Linked DNA regions of Mus musculus: region 2 is linked to region 1. Evidence: chromatin contacts called from public promoter capture Hi-C data. All regions are on one chromosome and are shown on one strand. The core of a region is the stretch at or near the end of the contact, and the rest is flanking DNA. Distances in the headings are between cores, read along the strand shown.

The links. Promoter capture Hi-C pulls out the DNA fragments that hold promoters and counts their contacts.
Region 2: a contact with region 1 is called in a promoter capture Hi-C map of embryonic stem cells, with 2.6 times the contacts expected there. A contact is called at or near these places in 9 of 39 promoter capture datasets (the 3T3-L1 cell line, the HPC-7 cell line, cranial neural crest and 5 more), 1 of 130 datasets of targeted methods (bone marrow-derived macrophages) and 2 of 9 other capture datasets (adipose tissue and macrophages).

The regions. Positions count from the first base shown.
Region 1 is chr19:15,983,620-15,986,643 of GRCm38.p6, reverse strand. C130060C02Rik (RIKEN cDNA C130060C02 gene) reads right to left here and starts at 1,569. Exons shown (of 3, transcript NR_045355.1): 1 at 1,352-1,569; 2 at 12-137. Cep78 (centrosomal protein 78) reads left to right here and starts at 1,655. Exons shown (of 15, transcript NM_198019.2): 1 at 1,655-2,031. The coding sequence starts at 1,764.
Region 2 is chr19:16,458,005-16,461,028 of GRCm38.p6, reverse strand. The region is part of intron 1 of Gna14 (guanine nucleotide binding protein, alpha 14); the gene reads right to left. Among named protein-coding and RNA genes, the nearest start is that of Gna14, 24 kb to the right of the region's middle.

The sequences.
Region 1 (3,024 bases), core at 320-2,819:
ATATTTCTTACGGGGAAAGGTGGAACTCTATTTAAACTGACTGGCTGAATGTAGTGGCTCCTTCCTATAATCCCAGCACTCAGGAAGCTGAAAGAAGATGACGAAGTCCAGAAGAGGCCAGGCTACGTAGCAAGACACTGTATCAAAGTAAAATAAAATAAAATAAAATAAAATAAATAAACAATGCTACAGAAATAAAAAGTACTAGTTATCAGTGTTAGCCACAATCTTCATCATCCATCCAAAAGAAACAAAAGCCAGAATAGAGCCTTCCATTTACGAGAACACTTCGCAGTTACCAATGACAGACTAAAAACAACAAACTTATGTTTTAAAAGAAGTGAATGAGGACACAAAAGACTTAACTGTGGACATTTAGCCTGTCATTCATAATGTCTCTTGAATATAGTATGCCTTATAAACAGAAAATCAAACTCATACCTCAGGAATTTATAAATGTGCTTTAAAGTATTTCAGAGAAATGGCTTAGCACTTAGGTGCACTTAACTGCCCTTCCAGAGGACTGGGTTCCATTCCCAGCACCTATGGTGGGTGGGTCACAAATGTCTCAAATGCCTATAACTTCAGGTCCAAGGCATCTGACGCCCCTTTCTGATATCCCTAAGCACTGTGTACACGTGTCACTCACACACACACACACACACACTGAATAAAAATATAAGCAAATCTTTTACAAATGTAACTGAAATGGTGGCTAGAGACAGCTCTTCTTTCAGAGGCTCTGAGTCTGGTTCCCAGCACCTACACTGACTGGCTCACTACCACCTGTAACACCAGTTCCAGAGGATCTGATGCCTTCTTCTGGTCACTCTGGACACTTGCACACAGATAGCATACAGGCACGTACCCATAAATAAATCCTTAAAAAGAATAAAACAGACTGATGTATTTATTACCCAGAGTTCACTTTGTTTCTGCTCAAAGTAATTCATTTTAATGCATAACTAAATAACATGACATAGGGAATAAAATAGCTCAACTTAACCACTGCTGAGTGAATCCCAAGTTCACTTTCCATAGCTATTATGCTCAATGTTACTAACTCTGTTAAAATCATTAATAATAAAACCGTAATGAAATTATGGTCTCTCTGTGATACAGGAGTCGTCTTCGAGTTTATTTAGAGTACTAACATTGAAAACTAGTAAGAGTTCGAGGCCAACCTAGTCTACAAAGTGAGTTCCAGGACAGCCAGGACTGTTATACAGAGAAACGTTGTCTCAAACAACACATAGAGAGATAGAGAGGGAGAGAAATATCCACCATCAATGGAGGATACTAAGCTAAACTCTAGCTTTGCCTAACCCAAAGAAGAGAGGAAGGAAGCCACCTGGTTTGCATACGTGTTGGGAAATTCTTCTTGTGACTTCTCTCGGTGAGGAAGCATAAACAGTTGAGCGCTTCTAACAGTCTTCTCGAGGCTAAACCCGCTTCTCAGTTCTCAGGTCAAGCCCGGTTCTCAGGTCGTCACTCCATTGCACCTCACTTTTGGTACCCAGAGGCGCGCTCACTGCAGAGCATCTACTCGCCTCCAGCTGATGGCGCGTTGGACGTAGCGAGCCCGGGTGGGCGTGGCCCGCGCTCTGACGCACAGCGAGCGCGCCGACGCATGCGCACGTCGCCCGCGGGAGCTCGCCGGTGACTAGAACGGCGGCGGCGGCTCCCAGAGCGGGCGCTAACCGCCCGAGGCGTGGCGGGAGGCGGCGCGGGGCGGCTGGTGGAGGTCCCCGGGGTTGCCGGTCATGATCGACTCGGTGAAGCTCCGGCGCGACTGCGCGGCCGACTTCTTCTCGCACTACGAGTACCTGTGCGCGCTGCAGGACTCCGTGCCGCTGCCCGCCGTGCGCGCCTGCCTGCGGGACGGCGTGCTGGACTTCAATGCCGACCGGCTGCGCGCGGTGGACTGGGCACCGCTGCTCAGCACGCTCAGGGTGAACCGCGACCTGCCGCTGGTGGCCATCAAGAGCTCCTTCCAGCCGTGGCTCGGGGAAACAGTTCTGCGGTCCGGAGGTGCGAGGGTTTGGTCGGAGAAGTGGGAGCCCGGTGCAGGATCAGCCTGCGAAGCGGCCTCCACCTAGCCACAAAGGAGTTTTTGCCGCCGCCTCCCTTGCAGGTTGCCGCCTCGGTCCGTTGTCTGGAGTAGTCAAGCTAGGGAGTAGAACTCGACACTGCCCCTTATTACAGCGAGGATGACCAACTCTGCACCCCGAGGGGAATATGCGTGATAATTTAGCAAATGGTCCCTGCCCTCTCTTCTTTTAGGGGTTTAAATGTACAATCTCCCTTCATTCGTAATTGCAAGTTTAATACAGAAAAGGAGAAGGTTAAAGATGGAAAGAAAAAAATGTATAACAAAAAAATAATCAGGGACGTCTTTTTTGATTTTTAGAAAAATATTTGAGGGTTTTGCCTTCGCGTGTGTATGTGCACTATGTGTGTGCAGTGCCTGCGGAGTACAGAAAAGGGGGTAAGAGGTCGGAGTCCATATGTGAACCACCATATGGATGCTGGGAACCGAACTCGCATCCTTTGCAAGAGCAGCAAGTATGTCCAACCATTGAGCCATCTCTCCAGCCCAAGGGACTATTATTATTTGTTTCTTTTATTTATTTATTTATTTATTTATTTATTTATTTATTTATTTATTTATTTATTTATTTGAGAGACAGGGTTTCTCTGTGTAGCCCTGGCTATCTTGGAACTCACTCTGTAGACCAGGCTGGCCTTGAACTCAGAGTCTGGCCTGCCTCTGCCTCTCGAGTGCTGGGATTGAAGGCGTGCGCCACCACTGCCCGACTGGAACTATTATTTTTGACGAACCCGTTGTAAAACAGTTGACTCTGGTTATTTGCAGATAACGTATTTACAAGTTCCTTTCATTTGAATTTTTGTAACTCCCAGCCAAGTCTTTGTGGTGCTTCTATGGTCATTCATGAACACCCGCCCAGAAGCCAAAAAAAAAAAATTACCATCCAATATATATGTTCCTTACTGATTTGCATA
Region 2 (3,024 bases), core at 234-2,733, 470 kb before region 1:
ATGTGCTGCCAGTGTAAAGCACACGGCAGGGAGAAGGGGTCGCAAGAACTCCCTGCACTCGGCTCCACACTAAGTATGTCGGGGTCAGCTCCTTAATCTTCCTTTACTTTGATTTTCTCCTGAGCAGTAACTTGTAAGGACTGAATCAATTATTAAAACTGTTACAAAGCGATCCTGCACTGCATCGGTACTATACATGTTCAGTACCATTGCTCTTGTTCAGCTCTCATAAATTGAAGACTCAGGAATGACAGGTCATCTCGGTCCTTGAGACATTTGCATTGATAGGTAGTTCTAAAATCACAAGTTACTAGTCTGACTAGGGAATTCGCTTTTTTCTCCCGGGAACCTGTTCTGATGCGGTGAGAGCGGTGAGCCTCTAGAGACTTGAGTCCCATGAGAAATTCAAACACTTACTGAGCCAGGCAGGAAGAAGGACTTGAGGCTTTGCCACTGATCAATCACCACAAACAGCAACCTGATCCTGTTTCCTCTGGTGTACTGGATGGAGGCAAGAGTCAGGATCAACTTGAATGAGCTTCGGGCTATCACTGGAGAGTTACCATGGAAACTCAGGACAACCTTAACAAAGACTGAATCTCCTCTCCTCGATTTACTGATGCGAACTGGATCTCTTGATTTACCAAAGGTACTACTGCAAATTAGAAGCCATGCTGGGATTTCTAACCAAAGAGTTCTGGCAACTCAGGCACAGAGCTTAGGGGAGACCTAACTCTTTCAGGGATTGGAGGTTAAAGGCTAAAGAAAAAGCAATCCATTCAGCAAATAATGCAGCGTTGACAAAAGGGACGTTCCGAATACTGGAAGATAGATACAGGAGCTATCAATAGCTCTAACAGCCCCAGTGACCCTCAGCGCATAATCAACACATTCTGAGTTTCCCACTCATTATAATTTAGGAGGAAGACTTCTGCTTTGGCCAACATGATTCTCCTTCCAGAGGAAAATGACTTCAGAGAAGTTTCAAGATGAAAACCTTGAACAAAAAAAAAAAAAAAAAAAAACCCAAACAGCAACAACAACAAAAACAAACACTGTGGAGATGATAAGTGTTTGGACATTTTATGGTTGGTATCAAGATATAATCACATTGTCCATAGAATTAACTATTCCAGTAGCAAATTCAAATTACTTTGTGAGTGGTAATTTCACAATATCTGTTGAGATAAGTGTGCATACATGTGCAATCTTGGGTGCACATACAGAATCAGCCTTACTGGGCTGTGCTGTACTAAAAGCTATGATCTTTGGTGTCTCATTCTGGTGCGCCGTATCACAAACCAAGGTCTCTTCCTCGTTCCTTCTGCCTGCTCATCTCCTAATAGAAACACATTAAACTATAAGCGAGGGAGAGGGAGAAAGACTTCCTAGTTGAATGGCAACCTGAATGTAGCCAGGGGAAGTTTAAGCAGTTTTCTCATACATGAACTATCTTCAACTCCATCTGCACATGAAAGGCAGATGGAACCCCGGGAAGGAGTGAGTCAGTTGGCTTTTTAGAACGAAGAGCATTTGAATGTAAATCTTGCTGGTGGTAAAGCTTCCTGAAGGCTTGTGTTTTGTGATAAAGGCTTTGGGGCTGGAGGTGCAGCCTGGGAGAGAAGTGCTTGGGTACCCAGACAAGGTTTTAGATGTCCACCGCTGGGCTTACCCTTGTTCTTTAATTCACTCTTAAATAGCTTAAAAGCCTGGCGAAAGGACAGAACCTTATAGATACAGAGAACATTGGACTGAAGAAGAGTTTAAACACAGGACACTGAAAGTAGAATACAGGATGGCCATTCCTAAAACAAAAACCCCAAATCAAAACTGCTTCAAAACGGGGATTGTGGAGATGGCAGTTAAGAAGACAGGCCGTGTGTGTGTGTGTGTGTGTGTGTGTGTGTGTGTGTGTGTGTGTATGTGTGTGTGTGTGTGTGTGTGTACGTACGTACATATACATATACACCCAAGATACAGTCCACAGTCCTCAGAACTCAAAAAGGTCAACAAGTTGAAGTGCCCAAGAGAGAGGATGCCTCAGCCCCACTTGGGAGAGAGAAAAAAACAACCACAAGTAGGGAGGAGGGAGAGACCAGGAAGGGAGGGAGGGACCTGGGAGGGAAAGTGGAGGGGAGGTGGGGAGAGTTAGTGGGGGGGGGGGGGGAAGAGGGGTTCCTGATATGGTATTGGGTGAGAGATAAGGACTGAAGCCCTGAGGGCCAGCAGAAAGAATGTATACAGGCAACCTCTAGAGATAGGAGGTTGGGGAGACCCTCCAGAATGCACCAGAGACCTGGGAGGTGAGAGACTCTCAGGACTCAAAGGGAGGAACCTTAGATGAAGGGCCTGACAGTAGGGAGAGGGAACTTACAGAGCCTACCTCCAGCAGGAAGACAGGATATCAAGTGAGGGAGGGGCTTGCCATCCCACAGTCAAAACTCTCACCCACAATTGTTCCTGTCTGAAAGAACTGCAGGGATAGAAATGGAGAGGAGCCTGAGGAAAAGAATGTCCAGTGACAGGCCCAAAGTGGGATCCAGCTCAAGGGGAGGTCCCAAGGCCTGACACTATTACTGAGGCTATGGAGTACTCACAAAAAGGGACCTAGCGTGACCGAACTACGGAAGAACCAACAAGCAGCTGAAAGGATCAGATGCAGATATTTGCACCCAACCAATGGACAGAAGCAGCTGACCCCTGTTGTTGAATTAGGGAAGGCTGAAAGAAGCTGAGGAGAAGGGTGATCCTGTAGGAGGACCAGCAGTCTCAATTAATCTGGACCCCCCAAGATCTTTCAAACACTGGACCACCAAACAGGCAGCATACACCAGCTGATATGAGGCCCCCAACACACATACAGTAGAGGACTGCCAAGTCTGTGTTCATTCAGAGATGATGCACCATACCCTCAAGAGACTGGAGGTCCCAGGGAGTTTAGAGGTCAGGTTGAGTGGGGGTGGGGGCATCCATGTGGAGACAGGGGGTGGGGAGTAGGTGTGGGATGTGGAATGGTAGAAGGGT